Regions from separate parts of the Mus musculus genome. Here all the other regions are linked to region 1. Evidence: chromatin contacts called from public promoter capture Hi-C data. All regions are on one chromosome and are shown on one strand. Each heading gives the region's core, a stretch centred on a gene start, on an enhancer-like site or on the middle of the called end of the contact. The rest is flanking DNA. Distances are from core to core; before and after follow the strand shown. Region 1 holds the start of Mrpl3 (mitochondrial ribosomal protein L3). Region 2 overlaps Col6a4 (collagen, type VI, alpha 4). Region 3 has its middle 32 kb from the start of Mir2136.

Region 1 (2,587 bases), core at 62-2,561:
GCTCATCTTTCAAGGGATTCAGTTTACTTGTCAGCTGGGTTTTATTTTCATCGGAGACCAGTTGCTTAACAAAGGAGAGATTTTCTTCAGAAAGATGTTCATCCCACCAAGTACTACTCTTGCTGTGGAGATTTCTAACAAAGAACAAGATATTCTTTCTGGAAACAAAAACAATCAAGTCATTATTTCCATTTAATGTAGGGGAGGCCACAGTTAGATAATGCACTCACGGCCTCAGGGAATGGTGTGGTTTGTCCATTTTCCCTAACACTTCTTATAATAACACGGGGGCTTCTGCTTTAACCAAGAATGGTTACCCTGAAGGCTAAATTTATCTTTTCATTAACAATAAACAATCCTACCTAACTAATAAGAAACACATGAGTGACTACTAACCCACATGAATCTGTACTTGACAGTTTTCTAATGGAGTGGCATCGCCAATGTTAACAAACTACCAAATAAGCAGTTTTAAAAACAAAACTAAAAACCACAGAACACAACCCCTGTCCAGCAAATGCACTAAGAAGGAGATTAGCAGCTTGAGGCAAGGAAGGAAGGAAGTGTGTTTAATTTTTGCATACGGTGGGGGTGGATGAGAACCTAAATAAACCTCTGGGCAGTCTACTTTGGTTGGTAGTGAGGAAGTTCCAGCTTAGAATTACAAGTGATTTTCTACTCATTAGCTGAGTGACTTTGGACAACCTATTTCCCTTTAGTTTCAGTTTTATCTGAAAAACTTTCACGACAGTGGTCTGCTCACCGGACACAAGGCCTAATATAGGTTACAATACAAACACAACGTCTAGTCCAGCACTGGCTGGTTGGAAGACATTCTTGCTGCTGCTAATAGTCGCAGCTAACCCCTAATTCCTTGAACATTAAAACAAAACCCCACTACTCCTTCAAGGCTTTAGATTGAACGATGCTTTCTTAATTTTCTATGCTACCCCCTTGAACACATGGCCCCTTCCACTTCTAACCCTCTGCGGCAAAACCAAATCTCTGTTCAAGGACATAGTTGAGTGGGCGGCGCCCCCCGCCACCACCTCTTGCCCATACCCACCTTCTCTCTAAGCCGGGGTCAGCACCTAGGCCTCTGGCGCCACAGCCCAGCACCCGGGCGCCAGCCTGCGCCAGCAGCCTCCAACCCGGCATGGAAGTGGCCGGGCAGGGCTCGGCTCGCGACACCTCCCGCCGCGCCGCCGCGGAGCTTTCAGCAAGTCCCCAACCCAAACCCCAGGAGTTCGTAGTAGGCCTGGGACAGCAGTCACGCCGTTTGTCCGCCAATGCCCTCCGCGGAGGAAAAGCACAGCCGGGCCACTTCCGGTCCGTTTCTCAAAGCGGTCCGGGTAAAGACTCCATACCTGTAACTATGGTTCCGTATCCAAATGGCTCTACTTTGCCAATGGATTAGATGGTTGACTCTAGTGGTGGCAAAGAACGTTTGGGGCTTTAAACTTTAGGAGAATGTGACAAGAAAAGATAAAAATTTCTTTGTAAACTAAAGAAAGAGAAGTCACCTCCAATAATACTCACTGTGGGAAAACTCACTGTGCTAAGTAAGTCGCACTTTGGCAATTTTATATTGGTTAATCCCAAGACCAGCCCTTTAAAGAAGTTATTTCTATATTATAACTAAGGGAGCAAGTACTTAAAATTTATGTACATGCCAAAAACAGATGAACAGAGTTAACACTGAAATAGGACTGATGTATGCTAACAATAAAGTGGGGTCAAAACAAACAAAACAAACCAAAAACAACAAAACCGGACCACATGCAACTTTCGGGGCTGGAGCACAAACAGTCCCAGGCCGTTCTTCAACTCATCAAAGACCTTAAACCGGAATTGTCTAGAGAGGCAGCTCATAGAGTTGAGACCAGGTGCAATTGTTTCAGGAAAGAGTGTTACCATAAAGTTTCAGAATGATCGTGATACAGCTACAACAGTACTGTATCTTCTATGCCCCAGGTCGTCCTACCTTGTATGTGCTAGACATTCATTTCTCTACTCCAAAAACCCTATCTCAGTTACATCAGTGTTTTTGGAAAAGTAGAAACAGCAATTTGGCCTTTCAGCTTCCTCTTTAGAGAGAGAGAGAGAGAGAGAGAGAGAGAGAGAGAGAGAGAGAGAGAGAGAGAGAGAGAGCGCAAGCGAGCAAGGAAGAAAGGAAGAAAGAAAGAAAGAAAGAAAGAAAGAAAGAAAGAAAGAAAGAAAGAAAGAAAGGAAGGAAGGAAGGAAGGAAGGAAGGAAGGAAGGAAGGAAGGAAGGAAGGAAGGAAGGAAGGAAGGAAGAAAGAAAATTAAAGACCTGGGTAACCTGCTTTAGAAAGTTTAGAGAGTTATTGCTTAGACGTGAGGGCTCAAAATCGTTGCCTGTTCTTCCACTAAGTGCTGTTGTGGGTACCTTGACAGCTTCTCAGTAATATTTTGAGACTCAGAGAAAAGAATGCATCACTCTGTCCTTGCTACCTGACTTCACAGATACTTAAGATAGGCATATTCATTGAGCCTTGACATCTACTATGCATGAGAATAAGAGAAAACAAAACCTACTATCACCAATATCTAGTGTTTTGTATGTC
Region 2 (2,587 bases), core at 43-2,542, 990 kb before region 1:
TGAATGCCAACCTCCCCTTACTGCCTAATCCTTGAGTTCTTGTCTTTACCATTTCTTTTTCCTACACAAGTTCCCACCCCCTTGTTACTGCATGCTAGTAATGGTTTTAAAGTGACCTTAAGCCTATTCAGTCTTTAGGTTCTTGCCTAAAATGAAAGCCTCAACTCAGGGAGGTCTCGACTCTTCTCTGCTGTGAGTTTCCTGGCATGCTGTGCTGATCTCAAAGTCATTATGCAGCTGGCTCGCTTTCCATCATAGCCGGAGCTGACTGGTGCAAATTGGGTGGTAGACAGTTGTAAAGATGAGATGTCTGTCTAGTTCTGAAGACTGGAGCCACCACAGTGGAAGACATTAGAGAGAGCAAAGAGACTTGTCAGCTTGACGGATGCTAATGTCTCCGAAGCCAGTTTTAGATTTTCATGTCTCAGACATTAAAATGCACGATTCTGAAACATGCCTAAGATAATGAGTGTCCCAGTCCTCATATCTCATGGTTCCCAATTTCTGGGCATGCGATCTGGATAGCAAATATCTGCAACTGGAGGGGAACCTTGACTTTGAATTCCTATTTTGGATCCTTTGATAAAACCACAGGGCTTAGATTGTGGCTAGCTAGAATCCATGTTATGTATATCCAGGTCCTGAGTGGAATTCAGCTTGGGACAAGGTCATTTCTATGTCACTGTGTGGGAAAGCGGTTTCACCCAGTCATTAGTTATGGTTGTATTATACAAATAGCATTGGGTTGTTTCCCCTCAGTAGGTTAAGGTCAGAGAGCCATGTGAATGGCTGCTCCCTGGGACTGAGCTAAGCACACATAGCGGAATCCACCCTTAGCAGCTCCTAGGCCTCAGGATCCTCATTTGGAAGATGGGTAGATGAACCATCTGGTTTCTGTGAGTCATTGGTTGTCATGGTAAGAAATGTCATGAAGACAGCAGAGCCATAGAATGCTCATGGCTTGCTGCTAGAAAGGAATCCAGGCTTCTGAACACACTGTTCAGTGTGGTGGCCATCACAGCACCACAACTGTAGTGAGAGCCTCAGGGCCACAGCTTCCAAAGGCCTCCATCCTTGACTTTAGCCTGTTAGCCTTGACTCCATTCTTGTGTGTGGAACAGAAATTGTAACTGTTTCAGATTGTGCCCTGTATGATTGAATTTTGTGTCTCTTGTGGTTTCTTTTCTTATGCTGGGCTCAAAGAAGGGTGTTAGTGAATATCCTTTGAATAGACTTAGATGATAGTAAATTACTCCTTTACATAAGCCATGCTTGATTAGATTCTGCCAGCGATTAGAAGATAGACCGCTAGGGGGCAGTATTTCCTTGCTATTATTTCCGAGAGGCCCTGGGATCAGTGTCACAGTTAAGTCTGGAAAATTCCTCCGAAATAGTGTTTCCAACAAAGCAGAGAAATTGTATTACATACCTAGTGTGGGAAGGAGTGGAGAACCAATTGTGCAGGTCAGGAGTGGAAAAGCAATCTCAGACACACACACACACACACACACACACACACACACACACACACACAGAGAGAGAGAGAGAGAGAGAGAGAGAGAGAGTGAGAGAGAGAGAGAGAGAGAGAGAGAGAGATAAGAGAGACAGAGAGAAATTCCAATGCCTGTGAGTTGATATCTTCCTTAAAGCTGATCAGGGGACAATAGAAAGACTTAGCTCCAATTATTATTATTGTAGTGATTTTAAAAATAACTAAAAATTAGACTGGGACTGCGGCTCAGTTGGTAGAGTACTTGTCTAGCAATGTACAAACCCCACCATGTATAAGCTGGGCATGGTGGTACACATCTGTAAGGCCAGCACTTGGGAGGTAAAAGGCTGGAGGACTGGAAGCTGAAACTCACCCTTGGCCCCATAGTGAGTTCTAGGTCACTCAGGCTGTATACATGAGACCCTGTCTCAGAAAAGGTCAGAGATGAAATAGTCAGCATTTAATAATCAAAGATGACTCTTATACACGCTTGCTTTCACATGGTGTAGTCGTGTTGGGCAGTGAAACATAACAAGGAGAACTATTTCTGTTGGTGGTTTGATAGTCTTACTATGTAGCCCAGGCTAGCCTCAACTCATTGCCTATCTTCCTGCACCGGTCTTCTAAGTTCTGGAATTACAGGCATGAGCCACCATGCTTGGTTTTCTACATATTTTCCACCCCCCTCCTTTTCCCATCCCCACCCTTTTCTTTCTGCTGGGAATTAAAACTGGGAGCTTTTGATGTCAGGCAAGTACTCCACCCGTGAGCTAGGCCATCAGTCGGAACACTGTTTCTTTATATGGAAAACATCCCTGTCGCAGTGGTAAGTGGAAAGCTCAGGTTTGCATGAGTGTATTCCACCTGAGACTGAATTTGTATGGAAAAAAACTCCCTTTCTATAACACAGAACATATGCATTGCTTTCCCTTGCCTTCTGAGTTACTGACATGGCTCATGAAAGATTCACAGTGCTTCTTATTTTGCAAAATTCTAGATCTACAGGGAAAAAAATATAGTTATAGGAATGAATTGTAACCATCACCATATCTGCTTTCGGTCCATCTGTGTGAGTGAGTGTGCACATGTGTATGG
Region 3 (2,587 bases), core at 64-2,563, 600 kb after region 1:
TCACCTCCATGCCAGCTTAGTTCAAATGGCAAGGCTTCCACGCCCGCTCTTCTCCATTTCCTTCCTCCTCCTGTCAGCAGCTGAGATGTACAGCTAGAGTTTCTAATGAAATCATTCTTGGACTTCCTTTTGAACCTATTCCTAAATTTTCCTATTAAAGAGACTTAGAACCCCCCCCCCAAAAAAAGGGACTCCAATCTCCCCTTTAACAGATGCAACTTTGATGAGACTCCCAAAACTTTCTGATAACACACTATTTCCAGAAGACTTTGGGGACTTGCCCAGTGTCGATGCTTTCTTCTGATTTTATCCCCTCAATTAAATTCTGAGTATCCCCCACCCATTTATCCTTTATAATTAAAAAAAAAACTGTGTTTAGAACATGATAATATATTATGAACCTTTACCTGAAAAAGATGGGATTACATAACTACTGAAAAAACTTGTAGATACAACAGGAGATTTGGGTTTAAGCAAAAGAACTTGTGGTTTAAACGTAACAAAGCCCAAAGTTCTGGATAGGGAGCAAGATAAAGAATCCCCAAGGGTAACTCTCCACCCTTGCCCACCTAAGAGTAATAACATTCACAGGAGTCCCCTCTATAATCCATAGAAACAGCTGGCTGAGTTACCCTATCAGCTCACTGAGAGAAGAAATCAGGATGTTTCTCCAGGAACACCATTGCATACATACTACCTATTGAGACTGAATGAAACTCTGAACTTCAGGCACCTCAAGGGTTAAGAAGGTCTTAATTGCCACCTCACTACAATTTCTGGGGGAAAACATTTTAAGGCATAGGGGACTTTTGAGTTCAAAGCAAATGATTTCAATAAAAATCTCTTGGGAGCCCATTGTATACAGTAGCTGGGAAAGGTTACACATCCTTCTCTAAATGGGCGTTTGGTTCCTCTTAGGACTATGAAAGATTTGGGAGTTACAGAGAGAGAGAGAGAGAGAGAGAGAGAGAGAGAGAGAGAGAGAGAGAGAGAGAGAGAGAGAGAGAGAGAGAGAGAGGCAGACAGACAGAGAGACACGGTGTCAGATAGATAGACAGGCAACTTTCCCTTCTGCTTTTCAAATTATGATTTGGGGGAGGGACAGTAAGGGGTACAAATGTTTCTGTTACAAAGCCCTACTACTTCTGGACTACTTCAAAGACTACTTCTGGAAGTTTCTGAGTCCAAACCAAATCCCATTTGAGTAATTCTGTCAAAGCTCAAGTCGTCTTTTTGACAAAGTTGATGGTGAGCACCATCTACTGGGCATTACCCAAAGTCTGCTTTAGGGATGTTTCCATGAAGGTTGGGGGAAAAAATCGGGATCCCTGTTACGCAATGGTCCTTTGGCATATTTAAGCAATATCCGGGACATCTGGCAGCTCTTGTGCTCATCCAGAAGTTCTTTCTTAGTTCTTCATATAGAGTTAAAGGTTTTTGAGAAATTAGATGGAGAATGAAGGCCCCAAGAACAGCTTTATTAAGCAGCTATAATTCAGGGGTAGACATCTTGCAGGCTGAGGAGTTTCTGCGCATCCTATCCCACTCTTCTTGTTTTCAACTGGCTGGAAAGGAAGGTCCAATCCCTAAGGGACAATTCTCAAAAAACTGCAACCCCAGAATCCTCATTCTTTGTTCTGTAAAATAGACTGATATTTTTTCCTAAAATATGTCCCTGCATTCGTTTCTTTTCTAGGGACAAAACGTGTGCATGCGTGTGTGTGAGAGAGACAGGGACAGAGAGAAACTAAAGTAGCTGGTTTTTAAACTCTTAATTCTGGTTGTAGCCTCGGGCTGAAAATGCCACACTTCTATGAGGTAAACAAAATGTCTGTCTCTGGGCTTTTCTTCCCTCAGTTAAGCAGATCCTGCCTGTGAGGTGTGGAGGATTTCACACAGTCACTGCTGTTTTCCTCATGAATCCTTTATGATGCTACTTAGTCTCTGGGGTGCGCTCTAAAGTCAAAAGAAAATCTGACTCACACTGAAAAGTTTTCAAATGAAACAATAGGGACAGAAGTATCCTATGTAGGGAGGAGGGAGGAGGGGAAAGGGAGGAGGGAGAAGAGAGAAGGGTGGGTGGGAGGAGGAAGAAGGAATTTTTTTATTTTTTAATTAGATATTTCCTTTATTTACATTTCAATTGCTATCCACTTTCATAGTTTCCTCTCTGAAAATCCCCTATCTCCTACTTCCCCCTGATCCTCAACCCACCCACTCCTGCTTCCTGGCTCTGGCATTCCCCTATACTGAGGCATAGGATCTTTGCAAGACCAAGGGCCTCTCCTCTCATTAATGGCTCGGGAATTTTTGCTAAGAGTAGGCCAGCAATATAGTGCAAAAGGCCTGCTTGAACACCTTGCCCATTTCCTAGAGGGACAACTTTGAACAGATCTAAATCTTAGAACCTTTCTTTTTCTGAAAAAAAAATGGGATAGTATCACCTCATCAAATGATATTTAAGTTACAAGATGGGGCAACCCACCCATCTCAAAAAATGTAACTCAGAGTTGCTCCTATCTAAAGGAAATGTAGAGACAAAAACTGGAGCAGAGACTAAAGGGAAGGCTACCCAGAGACCTCTCTA

What was found. Promoter capture Hi-C pulls out the DNA fragments that hold promoters and counts their contacts.
Region 2: a contact with region 1 is called in a promoter capture Hi-C map of hippocampal neurons, with 2.8 times the contacts expected there. The contact joins the enhancer-like site here to the promoter of Mrpl3 in region 1. A contact is called at or near these places in 3 of 39 promoter capture datasets (the 3T3-L1 cell line, hippocampal neurons and stem cell-derived epiblast-like cells) and 1 of 115 datasets of contacts at active chromatin or transcription factors (astrocytes).
Region 3: a contact with region 1 is called in a promoter capture Hi-C map of hippocampal neurons, with 9 times the contacts expected there. The contact joins the enhancer-like site here to the promoter of Mrpl3 in region 1. A contact is called at or near these places in 9 of 39 promoter capture datasets (the 3T3-L1 cell line, the C10 cell line, embryonic stem cells and 3 more) and 1 of 115 datasets of contacts at active chromatin or transcription factors (astrocytes).

The regions. Positions count from the first base shown.
Region 1 is chr9:105,051,992-105,054,578 of GRCm38.p6, reverse strand. Mrpl3 (mitochondrial ribosomal protein L3) reads right to left here and starts at 1,311. Exons shown (of 10, transcript NM_053159.4): 1 at 1,067-1,311; 2 at 1-158. The coding sequence starts at 1,158.
Region 2 is chr9:106,037,811-106,040,397 of GRCm38.p6, reverse strand. The region is part of intron 19 of Col6a4 (collagen, type VI, alpha 4); the gene reads left to right. Among named protein-coding and RNA genes, the nearest start is that of Col6a4, 58 kb to the left of the region's middle. Within about 2 kb of position 1,292, at least 20 of the 459 cell types and tissues checked have an H3K27ac peak or open chromatin away from gene starts, as enhancers often do. A contact at or near this core is called in hippocampal neurons, where this site is marked.
Region 3 is chr9:104,456,532-104,459,118 of GRCm38.p6, reverse strand. No RefSeq gene overlaps it. Among named protein-coding and RNA genes, the nearest start is that of Mir2136, 32 kb to the right of the region's middle. Within about 2 kb of position 1,313, at least 4 of the 459 cell types and tissues checked have an H3K27ac peak or open chromatin away from gene starts, as enhancers often do. A contact at or near this core is called in hippocampal neurons, where this site is marked.